Linked DNA regions of Hordeum vulgare: all the other regions are linked to region 2. A link is a contact called in public Hi-C data. All regions are on one chromosome and are shown on one strand. Each heading gives the region's core, a stretch centred on a gene start, on an enhancer-like site or on the middle of the called end of the contact. The rest is flanking DNA. Distances are from core to core; before and after follow the strand shown.

Region 1 (3,626 bases), core at 1,100-3,599, 420 kb after region 2:
GCTGTAACTTGATTACGGGGCAATGAAACAGCATACATAAAACAACAATTTGAGAATACTTGTCTGGTAGAGAACGTACTGGGTAATGTCTCTAATTGCCCATGCTTGTGCACAAATTGCACAAGACCATCTGATACACTCCAATTTAAAATAAGACTACTATTCATGTTAATATGATGATTTCCCACCTTTCTTTTCTGATATCAACATGGTTCCTCAAATAGGAATTTTATGTATCAACTTTACACTGATGATTCTGGTAAATGCAATGATAGTGCAGTAATCAAATAAAGCTACACTTATAAACAGCAAAGTTAGCATTTATTTCCATCTGATCCTTATTCCCAATAGAGAAAACTTGGACTATGATACTAACAATCAATCAGTCCTAGTGTTCTTGCAGTGGTAGTCAAGATAAGCACATCCAGATATTATCTTCTATGGCTGTAGCTATCTACTATCGTTGATTATTCCTTGGTCGTGCAGTGAGATTGCAGAGATTGATATATGCTTCATAAGTCTAGACATGCCACATAGTATAGCAAACAAACAGCATATATAGCTAAATTGATGTCCTAATGTTCCAGGACAATACAAACTTAAGAAACCAGAAACACCGTCGTAAGATGGGATAAGCAGATAGGCAAGAGTAAGTCCTCGATTGACCAAACCAAGGTTTTTCAACACCGGCGTACAAATGGATCAACTACATCCAAATCACGGACATGCTTGATGTCCCAGGAAGTGCGGATACATCTATCAGTTGTAAAATGAAACTGAGCACCTCTTGAAACTCTGTCCTGCAGCTGAAGTTTCCTACGTTGTTCTACCAAGAACTCATCATTGTAATAACTGGTTTCAACCTGAAGTGTCATGGACTCTAGCATTCTCGCATTCAATACAAAGAAGGAAACAAAGTTAACTTGAGACTTGATGCCCCGATATGATTTCAGAACTATCGTCTTCAGACGGATGTCAAGACAATTGATCAGATTCCGGTGTTTACGACGCCACGCGTTGCTTGACTCTGATGTACGTGCCTAAAAAGAACATACAGAGATAACTAAATCAACCACTTGAGAACAGAAACAGGTCAAATGAGTAGTTTAACTTTCAATGATGAATCATCACCTTAATGTACAGCTTCTCCAAGCATGGAAAGCATGCCAGCAAACCAATAACCGCATCCAAACAAAGATTTCTCATCCGGACAGCTACAATCTTGACCGTGCGCACCACCATCGCCAGATTATCAACATGTAATCCCTTCACCAAGCATGAACGACAACATTAGGCCATGCACAAGTAAGGTGATATGTGATTTTTGCACTGAAAGAAATGCAATCGAGCAATTCAGAAGCATGACGGATCGATGGTATACCAGAATAACTGTGGATCCAAACGCGAGCCTGTACAGCTGATCCTGACTGCACTCGTAATACCCATCAGAAAGGAAGCCTATGGTCTCCAGCTTAGGCGCCTCAATTACTGATATGTCCAGACCAGTTTCCTGATGCAGAAGGAGTAGCCTTTCAAGACAAGGAGCATTGTCGATGATGAGTTCATGTAACTGAAGCGGGACTTTGTTATTTCTTGAAACAGCATAACTATCAAGACCAACGCTTCTAAGGGAAAGCGAGTTGATTCGGATGCAGAGAAAGCCAAAGCTGCGGTGAATCAGAAGGGACTCCAGCGTGGGGCAGCCGGCAATCAGGCTGTGCAGCGAGCACTCCGAGATGCAGACAAATTCAAGGCCGAGCTGCTTGAGCAGGGGAAAGTGAATCCCTTGGACGGTGCTGTCGGGGAGGTTGCAACATCCGATGGTGACAACACGGAGGGTGAGCGAGAATCGGAAGATTGACGCCGGTGGCGGCTGCTCGAAGCATGAGAACTCAAGCTCCTGGAGGTTGCCCAGAGCGTCGGACCGGAGCAAGGAGTCCACGGTGGTGGATGGGGCGTCAAGGAGGTCGGCGTGGATGCAGAGGCGGCGGCAGGGGCCTTGGTGGGAAGAAATGATGCGTGACAAGGCACCAGCGAGTTCATCCCCGTGCTTGAGGCCGCGGCAGTCGAGGTTGAGAGGGGCGGAGCGCCACAGGTGGCGCCACCGGGACGCGAGGATCTGGGTGCGGGCGCCGTCCTTGGTGGGGAGGAGCGAGATAATCTCGCCGAGGACGGCGTCGGGGAGGTTGCTGATGGTGTCTTCGGCCGGCGGTTTGGATTCCGCCAACTTCCTTCTTCGGGTCATAGGGCCGCCGGCCGGCGGCGGCGGAGGCTCGCGCCGCCGCATATCTCAGATGCGCAGCTCAGCGGGGTGGGTCCAGACTCCAGAGGTTGCGTTTGAAAAAGTTCACCGGAGGGCTGCGGATGCTCTTTCTTCCTTTGAGCTGGGCATATTATACATGGAATTTGATTAAAAAAATATGTAGAATTTAAATATGATATTATTTTATCTGTTAAACGTTTAATAAAAATACTATCTAGGGTGCAATCTTAATAAATAAGTCATTATTCGTCTTTCTTTCATACCGGTACTCATCCGGGTTGGGGATGAACACGTCAACAAAATCAGGATTAGAGATGAAACTGAAGGTCACTTGACTGATTCTTTGTACGTATTAAATCTACATGCAAGCCGTGTTAAAATAGAAGACTTGTGAAATTTTGAACTGCATTTTTGTAGGATAAGACCATCTTTATTTGTATCGTAACTATAAATTCTCAAATTATAGACATTTTTTATAAATTAAGAGCGTGTGCCGTATGGTATTTTTTTCTTCCGTTACAACGCATGGGTCCTTTTGCTAGTGTTTCTAAAATAAAACGAGTACGGAGTAGTAGACAGCATAGAAGAACTGAAATACTAATTGAAGAATACATTTTTCAAAAATCATTTTCACCTTTTCAGGTTGCGATAAGTGAGTCATTTGTCGTAACTAGAGTTTTTTTTATAGATCCGTATTTTAAAAATATTTTATCTCCTAAACCGTGCGTTTAAATCTTGAATCATTTTCACTGTTGTGTTTTTCGTGACAAGATCCTCAAAACTAGATCCCACATTGATAGGTTTTGATAAAGAAAAAAATGTAATTCTCACGATAGAAAAAAACAGAAAAAGCGTTTTTTTCGTGCCTCCGCGAAGGCAAAATCATGTCTCTCCGAAAGCAAAGCTGTGCTTCTCGCACAAGCAAAATCGTGCCTCTCGCAGAAAAATAAATAAGAAAATCCGTTTCTTTTTCTTTCCTAAAGGAACGGTCCGCGAAGGCAAAATCGTGCCTCTCATAAAAAAATAGAAAATATGTTTTTCTTTTCTCCTTTTCGAGAGGCACCGACGTGCCTCTCGCGAAGGTAAAATCGTGCCTCTCACGAAAGCAAAACCATGCCTTTCGTGATAGCAAAACCGCGCCTCTCGCAAAAAAAAGACATTTTTTTCCTTTTCGAGAGGCACGACCGTGCCTTTTGCGAAAACAAAACCGTGCCTCTCATGAAAAAGATGCATTTTTTACGCATTTCTTTCATTTTTTATGTTCAAAAGCTAAGAAAGAGCGATGAAAAACCGAAACATAAAAACCCTCGGAAAAAATCAATCTAAAAAGCCGAAAATGCATGCAAAAATATAAAAAAAATCA
Region 2 (3,791 bases), core at 681-3,180:
TACACGTTGTGGTCAGCGATTTGTATAGCCTGCCTGCCAAGAACCAGTACAACCTTTTGCGATCCATGTCACTATCTGAATTTGTGGTTTTCTAAAGCGACAACCTTTGACGCATAACACATTCAGCATTTTGGGTAAGGGCCTCTGTGATTCGTGAAACACGGGAATAGATATAAAAAATAGGATTTGAATGTCATGCTCATCTCAATCCTACAGGATTTTGAGTTTTTTTTCCTTCAAAACGGATGCAGAAGATGTCATGCTCATCTCCATCCTAGAGGATTTGAAGCAGAAGAGATTTGAGTGGATGGTTAGAACATCCTATAGGAAAAATTCCAAAGGAACCCTAAAATGTATGATAAACATTCAGGTTTCTGGAAATTCACATGTCATTGCTTATTGATGATTTGAGAACCGAGTGCTGCGTGACATTCTACACGAAGTATCTCCTGACACGAGATACAAAACGCCAGATGACAGCGTACTGAATTGTGACAAATGACAGTATCTAGATGTATCGAACATAAATGGCAGCATATTAGAAGCACTGAATCATCACAAAGATTGCAAATAACCACTTGGTTTACAGCAGTGCGGCCAAAACAACTCATTCCCTTGGGTAGTTTTGCGATTACCCTCAGCAGATTCCTTTGATCGATCCGCTATTTGATGCACATAAACACAGCATAAGAATCGAACCAGAGTAAATTTAACTTCAATGCATATAAGTTTCACACTGAACAATTCTGAATGCATGAATAAAACTTATAATCTCATTCATTCATTCATTCATGTAGAGGACGATGGAACAGCAACTGAACCAAACAAACAAAAAAAGACAATGCAGAAGCAACAGACTTCCAAATTCAGTAAAATTGACAGCCGATTACAATCGATTCGCCGAATCGCATTTATTAGTTTCAAATATTTATTAGTTTCAAACTCATCGATGGGTCACACCTTGAAGCTGAAGTTGAGAAGGATCTTGTTTAGGCCAAATTTCCAGCCGCCGATCCCCTTTCTGCCTGGGCTAGAATTAACCGTGGTAGCCACCACTGGCTCAGACCCATTCTTGTCGGCGACAGTCTTCTGCCATAGCATGAAGCTCCTGCATCCATTGAAGCTGATCCTCTCATCGGACTTGAGAGCTGCAACGAACGAATTTGGGATTCAGGGACGTGCTCGCCAAGAAATAGAGTATAAATTATCAATCTATATGATGAAACCATGCTTACCGTCGGATCTGCCATTGGCGGTGTAGAGAAGGAAGTTGGCAGCGTCGGCGCCGAGCAGCGGCATGCGGCCCTCTCGGGCGTAGAATCGGAGCGCGGAGCGGATGAGCCCGTTGACCGACTCGCCCTCGTCGACCAGGAAGCGGAGCGGCCCGGCGCTCCCGAGCACGGTGACCGTCACCAGCACGCGCGCCACCCCTGCCGCAGCGGCCTTGCCACGGGGCTCAACCCTCCTAAGCTTCATCGGCAGCGTCGAGGGCACAGCGACAGCCATAGCGACGGACAATTCAATCAAACCAAACGAAACCTATCAATCAAAATTCGCTTGTTCCTCTCTTTTCTTTTCTGTTGAATTCTTTCTCGGCAAGGAAAAAACTGGAGATCAAAATAACGCGGGCGGGGGGGATCGAAAAATGTGTGTCGGGTCGCCGACGGGAAGGAGGGAGGCCGCTCAGGGGTCGAGGCCGATGCAGCGGTGGTACCAGCCCTGCATGCAGGCGCCGAAGCAGCGGAAGGAGGCGGAGGAGTCCCTCTCCGTCTGCTGCGGCGAGGAGGGGGAGGCGGAGGTCGTGTGGGTTCCCACCATTCACGAGGGGGCTGAGCTCGTCCTGGCGCGGCGGAGGAAGAGATCTGGGCTCCCGTCGGCGAGGGGGGGAGGAGGAGGAGGAGACGGGGTTTGTATTCGATTGTGAACGGGATCGTGGCGTGGGGGGACGGAATATAAGGCATGGCTCCGCTGGGGCTGAGGCGGCGGCCGCGTGGTGAGGCGGGGTTGCGCTGGTCTTCTTCCTTGTTTCCAGAGAGAGCGCGTCGATCTGGGCGGTTGGTGGCGGTGGATGGACGGGTGGATGCGGTTTTAGGGCGTCCACGCGGTTGGGACGGTGTTTGGCTCCCAAGCTGCCCCTACACGCAAGGTTTTCGGGATACCGGCGCATTTAATTAGAGGTAATTGATTATAGTATTATGAATAAAATAAAGACACGCCTAGCCAAAGAAACGCTGCTTGGCTAGCGCGCGTACTTACACTCTAATAAAACGATAAATAAATCATACAACCGGATATTCGAAAAAGAAACCATCGTTCCTCTTTAGAGATTGGCACAAAGGAGAGCTGGACCTCCATAGACAAAATTTCTCTCTTCAACCCCCCCCCCCTCACCACACCCGCCCCGTCCCCCGCGTCGCTCCTCCAGGGGCGACACGGGCGGAAGCCCCAGATCCTGCCGCCAGCGCCCCTTCCTCCCTGCCCTCTCCCCTCGCCACCGTCGGCTGACATGGTCGGGCGAAGCCTGTCGCCATGACGGTGGTGGCGGGGCTCCCTCTTCTCGCGGTGCCGCGGGGGTGGCCGATCTTGTGCGGCGGCCATGGTGGTCCTTGGTGCGTTTTCGCGCGAGGGGCCGGGGTGGCGTCCCCGAGACGAGCTGGCCCGGCGTGCCTTGGGTGGTGGTGGCGTTTGCTGCGGCGTCCGTGCTTGACAGGGCGCAGATCCGGGGCTGCTTCACCCGGATGTGGCGTGTGGTGGACGCGGCGGTGGGGGCTCTTGGTGGGGTCGGACTGGCGACGGGGGTGGTGCAGCTCGGCCGTTGCTGGCCGGTGCGTGGTGGTGCACGCTGGTCGGGGCCAGGTTTGGAGCTGCTGCTCCCGCCTTTCCTGATCGGAGGCGGCCTGCTTGGTCGGGCCGATGGCTTGTTCTGTCAAGGTTGTGGTGTGCTCCGGCTGGTGCGGTGCTGGTTGGAGCTGCTAGTCTCCCTGGTGCAGTGGCCTCTACGTGGTGTAGGTGGTCCTGTCGGTGGTATGTCTGGCGGGGCCATCCTTTCTCAGATCCGGTTCGTTGGTGGATGTTGGTGGTGGTCAGGTTGTGTTGTTCATCGACGGTTGCTCGTCTCCTTGGTGTTGTGTGGCTCGATCGATGATTCCTGGGTCCGACGTCTTTGGTCTGCTTCTGCGGGAGATCGCTCTCTGTTGGCAGTGGCTAAGCTCCTTCCCCGGTGCTTGTATAGGTGGAGAGGCTTAGGGCTCTAGGCGAAAGCCTTGGTTCGATGGGGATCGATGGATACCGGTGGCATTGCTTCTTGAAGTTGTCGTTGAAGAGTTCCTCCCCTTCACTAGTTCGTGGTTTGTCGGTTCTAGGGTTGTCGTGTAGGCTGTTTGGTGTGGCTGGACTTTCCCGAGGTCCGACGGAGTTGTTGTGGATGACTGTGGGCGAAAGCCTTGGTTCGATGGGGGTCGAAGGATACCGGCGACGATGCTTCTTGAAGGCGTCGCCGAATAGTCCTCACACCTCTTCAGGTTTGTGGGCGTGTTGGTGGTGGAGTTTTGAGTTGTCGATGTCGGCAAGGGTTGGGTTGTTGCACGATTGTCCTCTGTTTTAATCGTGTGTTGTAAGGTTTTTTGGCCTAGTTTCCCTTATATACAGGTCCACTTTGTTCTCTTTTTTCCTCTCTTAATGAAAATCGGCAGTGCTCATACCTTGCACGTCGAAAAAAAACATTTCTCTCTTCTCACACTCATTCCACTCATTCCTAAGGAGCAAGCTGCTACTAGGATTGAAAAATTAGT
Region 3 (3,984 bases), core at 62-2,561, 480 kb after region 2:
TTCACTATGTGCACCACCGTTGTTAGTTTATCAACACGCAAGCCCTTCATCAAGCATCATAGAGAAAATTAGGGAAACGACAAGTGCACAATGTTTTATTTTTCCTGCACACAGAGATGAAACTGAGAAGCCTCGTGAAGGCAACAAGTAGGATGAGCAAAGGTACCTGAATAACCGTGGAACCAAACACGAATCTGGAGAGATCCTCCTCCTTGGAAATGTAAAACCCATCAGAAAGGCAGCCTAGGGTCTCCAGTTTAGGTGCGGAGAGTACTGATATATGCAGACCATAGTCAAAATCAAGATGGAGCAAGCTTTGAAGGCAAGGTGCATTCTCCACAATGAGTTCCTTTAACTGGTCATTGCATTTCCGATAGTTCTTGACAGCAAAGCTTCTGAGGGTAAGGGAGTTGATCCTGAGGCAGCGAAAGCCGAATCCATGGCTAATCAGCAAGCACTCCAGAACAGGGCAACCAGCAATCAGGCTATGCAGCGAGCACTCGGAGATACTGACAAGTTCAAGTCCGAGCTGCTTAAGCAGGGGGAAGTGAAGCCCTTGGACGGTGCCGTCCGTAAGGTTGCAATTTCCGATGGTGGCAACACAGAGCGTGGCCGAGAAGCGGAACATGGACGGTGGTGGCGGATGCTGCAGCGGCTGTGGTCGGTAGTATGGCTTGAACCAGAACTCGAGCTCCTGGAGGTTGTCCAGAGCGGGGGTTCGGAGCCATCCGTCCACCGTAGACGCTCGGTCGCCGAGGAGGCACGAGGGGACGCAGAAGCGGCGGCAGGGGGGCGGATGCGCTGAAACCGTGCGCGAGACGATGCCAGCGAGTACCTCGTTATCGGCGGCGAGGCCTTCGCAGTCGATACTAAGAGGCGCGGAGCTCCAGATGTGGCGCCACCGGAACGCGAGGATCTGGGTGCGGGCGCCTTGGTTGGTGGGTAGGCGGGAGACGATCTCGCCGAGGATGGCGTCGGGGAGGTTGCTGATGAGGTCGGCGCTTTCTTCGTCGTCCCCGACTCCGGGCGGCGGTTGTTGGTTGTGGGCGGAGGGAGGTGGTCCGTGGCCGGGGGCTTCCAAAGCCTCCGGGGCCGGCAGCACCTCTTGGGTCTTGAGCGCCGTAAATTTGGTCCTCTTACGACTAGGACCGCGCGCCTCCATGTCTGGACGGTGGCCGGACTAGGGCACAGGTGGATGGAGCGCCGCCGCACTCGTGGTCGCAACTCGCAACCTCGGTTTGAGTTTTTTTCCCTTTCCCTCGGAGGAGGGCAGTGCAGTGGGCTGGGCCTTCTGCTTATGTTGCTTTGCGTTTTGCGCCGGCTGCGACACAACCAAACGTGGGCTTGATGAAGGGAATAGTTTGTCTAAAAAAATGATGAAGGGAATAGCAACTTTGAATACTCTCCCATGGGCCATGGCTGTGCATGGGAGATTTTAATGAAGTTCTACATCCGGATGAACATCAAGGAGTAGCAAACAGGAGTAACGCTCAAATTCAGTTTTTTGGGATGTTGTGGATCTTCGCATGCTCATTGATTTGGGCTACCAAGGTCGTTTCTCGACCTTTGAGAAAATGTCAATGGTGGGTCGTACACTCGTGTACAACTGGATCACGTGTTGGCATCACCGAGTTGGTACGTTAGGTTCCCGTTGGCATCGTTGAACCACCATATGGCTGTGTCCTCTGACCATGGGCCAATCTTGCTAGAATTTGCGAGCACACAAGGGAACAACACTCGGCTCACGAGTTTTAGATATAGAGGTGATGTGGGTATCGCATGAGAACTCGTAGGAGGCTATATCCACTCGTTGGAACTCAATTTCGCCTGGCTATGGGGTGGGAAATCTTCGCGACAAACTTTTAAAGATCGCCAAGGACCTGACGGGTGGAGCAAGGGGTCATTTGGTAGTGTCCAGAAGGAAATTAGAGTTCTTACGCGCTAGCTACAGCAACTTCGAGACGATCCGGCCAGAACGGGACCTATGCACAGAGAGATCAAGATCAACGAGAGGCTTTTCGAATTATACCATAGGAAACAGATCATGTGGCGTCAGAGGTCAAGGCTGCAATGGCTCTCTGAAGGGGATAAAAACATAGAATTTTTCCATATGTGGGCCAGCATGAGGAGAAAGAAAACTATGATCAAGGCGCTATACTCCTACCTTGGTATATACACGGAGGACCTAACAGTTTTAAAAACAATGGTGCTTAAATTTTACAAGTCATTGTATATTTTCGAGTGTGTGACGGGTATAGGGGATGTACTAATGCATGTACCATGCAAAGTAACGTCGGCCATGAATTAATCATTGTGTGTTGAATATACGAATGAATAGGTGAAGCAAGCTCTTTTCCATATGTTTTCCAACCAAAGCGCCTGGCCACGACAGTATCAAGCGCATTTCTATCAAAGGCACTAGGATATATGTGGAGATGAGGTCTCTGTCGTGGTGATGCACATCGTAATAGGGGAGGGGAGTCCTGAGAATATTAATGACACCGTTCTTGTGTTGATCCCGGAGGTAATGAGTCCGACCCAGCTGACTCAATTTAGACCTATCAGTCTCCGTAATGTGCTCTATAGAATAGCATCCAAGATGGTGGCTAACATGCTCAAGTGGGATTATTTGCAGGCCATTATGAGTAAACCGGGGTTCGCACCCAGTAGATCCAGATTGTAATGACCATGGTGAGATATGTATCATTCTCGGTCATGTTCAGCGGTGAAAAGCTGAGCAGTTTAAACCATCCAAAGGGAATCGGCAGTGAGATGCTATTTCCCCTTACCTATTCTTACTTGCAGTAGAGGGATCTTCATGCCTTTTAAAATTCAATTCTCAGTAATCATCACTTGGAATCAAGGTGGCCCCTACAACACCGGTTGTGAGCCATCTTATATTTGCAGATGACAACCTGTTGCTTTTTAAGTCTAGTGTGGAGGGTGCAAATCATGTATCAAACCTACTGAATATTTATTACGCTGCTTCGGGACAACGAGTGAACCATGAGAAGTCCTCGATTTATTTCAGTAAGGGCTGCCCCGACTCTACCAAACTGGAAGTGAAGAATTGTCTAAATGTGTAGAATGAGTCGATGAATGAGAAATAGTTGGGCGTGCCGACAGAGGCGGGACAGTCTAAGAATGGTTCTTTCAAGTATTTGCACGATAGAGTTTGCGCAAAGGTGAAAGGATGGATGGAAAACTACTTTGTGCAGGAAGGAAGGAGGTACTCATCAAATAAGTGGCACAATCCATCCCTGTTTTTTTGTATGTCTTGCTTCACACTCCGAGACGATTGTGTGAAGGTATAACATCTATCATTCGCCAGTTTAGGTGGGGGAGAAAGCAAGGGAAGAGAAGGCCTTGTTGGGTATCGTGGGATGTCATCGTGAGGCCAAAAAACCTTGTTGGGCTTGGGTTTACGGATATGGAGATCTTCAACCTCGCCTTGCTATCGAGGCAAGTATGGCGGCTGTTCCAGGAGCCTAACACGTTGAGTGCTCGTATTCTTAAATCACTCTACTAACCGAATACCTCTATCCTAGAAGCAGGACTTGGATCCCACCCATCCCAGATTTGGCGTGTTGTGACAGATGGAAGGAACATCTTGAACCTGGGTATTATTCATCGCATTGGGAATGGTGCTTCCACAAAAATCTGGGAACACAGCTGGATTCCTAGAGATGGTCTCTTCAAGCGATTCACCTCCCTAATCGCTAATCCGCCACAGCTAGTGGCTGAACTGGTCAATCTCACAAGCGTTGAATGGAAAGAGGAACTGGTTCGCGAGGTATTTCTGTTGATTGACGTTGAATCCATTCTTAAAATTCCCATCTGTATGCGTCAAATGGAGGACTTTTGGGCCTAGTCGGAAGACACTAGGGGTATTTACTCTATCAGGACAACCTATAATCTCATATACCAAGTGAAGATGAGCAGGGATGACTGGATCGAAGGAGCTAATGAATCATCAAATCTTTT

The links. Hi-C and Micro-C count contacts between places; a contact is called where the count stands out from the background.
Region 1: a Hi-C map of leaf shows a contact between it and region 2, with 9 times the contacts expected there. The contact joins the promoter of LOC123395312 here to the promoter of LOC123394920 in region 2. A contact is called at or near these places in 2 of 6 Hi-C or Micro-C datasets (both in leaf) and 1 of 1 datasets of contacts at active chromatin or transcription factors (embryo).
Region 3: a Hi-C map of leaf shows a contact between it and region 2, with 2.0 times the contacts expected there. The contact joins the promoter of LOC123453178 here to the promoter of LOC123394920 in region 2. A contact is called at or near these places in 2 of 6 Hi-C or Micro-C datasets (leaf and seedling) and 1 of 1 datasets of contacts at active chromatin or transcription factors (embryo).

Annotation. Positions count from the first base shown.
Region 1 is chr5H:66,998,648-67,002,273 of MorexV3_pseudomolecules_assembly, forward strand. LOC123395312 (F-box/FBD/LRR-repeat protein At3g26920-like) reads right to left here and starts at 2,350. Exons shown (of 3, transcript XM_045090297.1): 1 at 1,382-2,350; 2 at 1,132-1,266; 3 at 538-1,040. The coding sequence starts at 2,287. The coding sequence ends at 681.
Region 2 is chr5H:66,575,470-66,579,260 of MorexV3_pseudomolecules_assembly, forward strand. LOC123394920 reads right to left here and starts at 1,931. Exons shown (of 2, transcript XM_045089806.1): 1 at 1,236-1,931; 2 at 752-1,148. The coding sequence starts at 1,506. The coding sequence ends at 955.
Region 3 is chr5H:67,057,219-67,061,202 of MorexV3_pseudomolecules_assembly, forward strand. It overlaps LOC123453178 (F-box protein At5g03100-like), which reads right to left and starts at 1,312. Exons shown (of 3, transcript XM_045129951.1): 1 at 167-1,312; 2 at 1-44. The coding sequence starts at 1,162.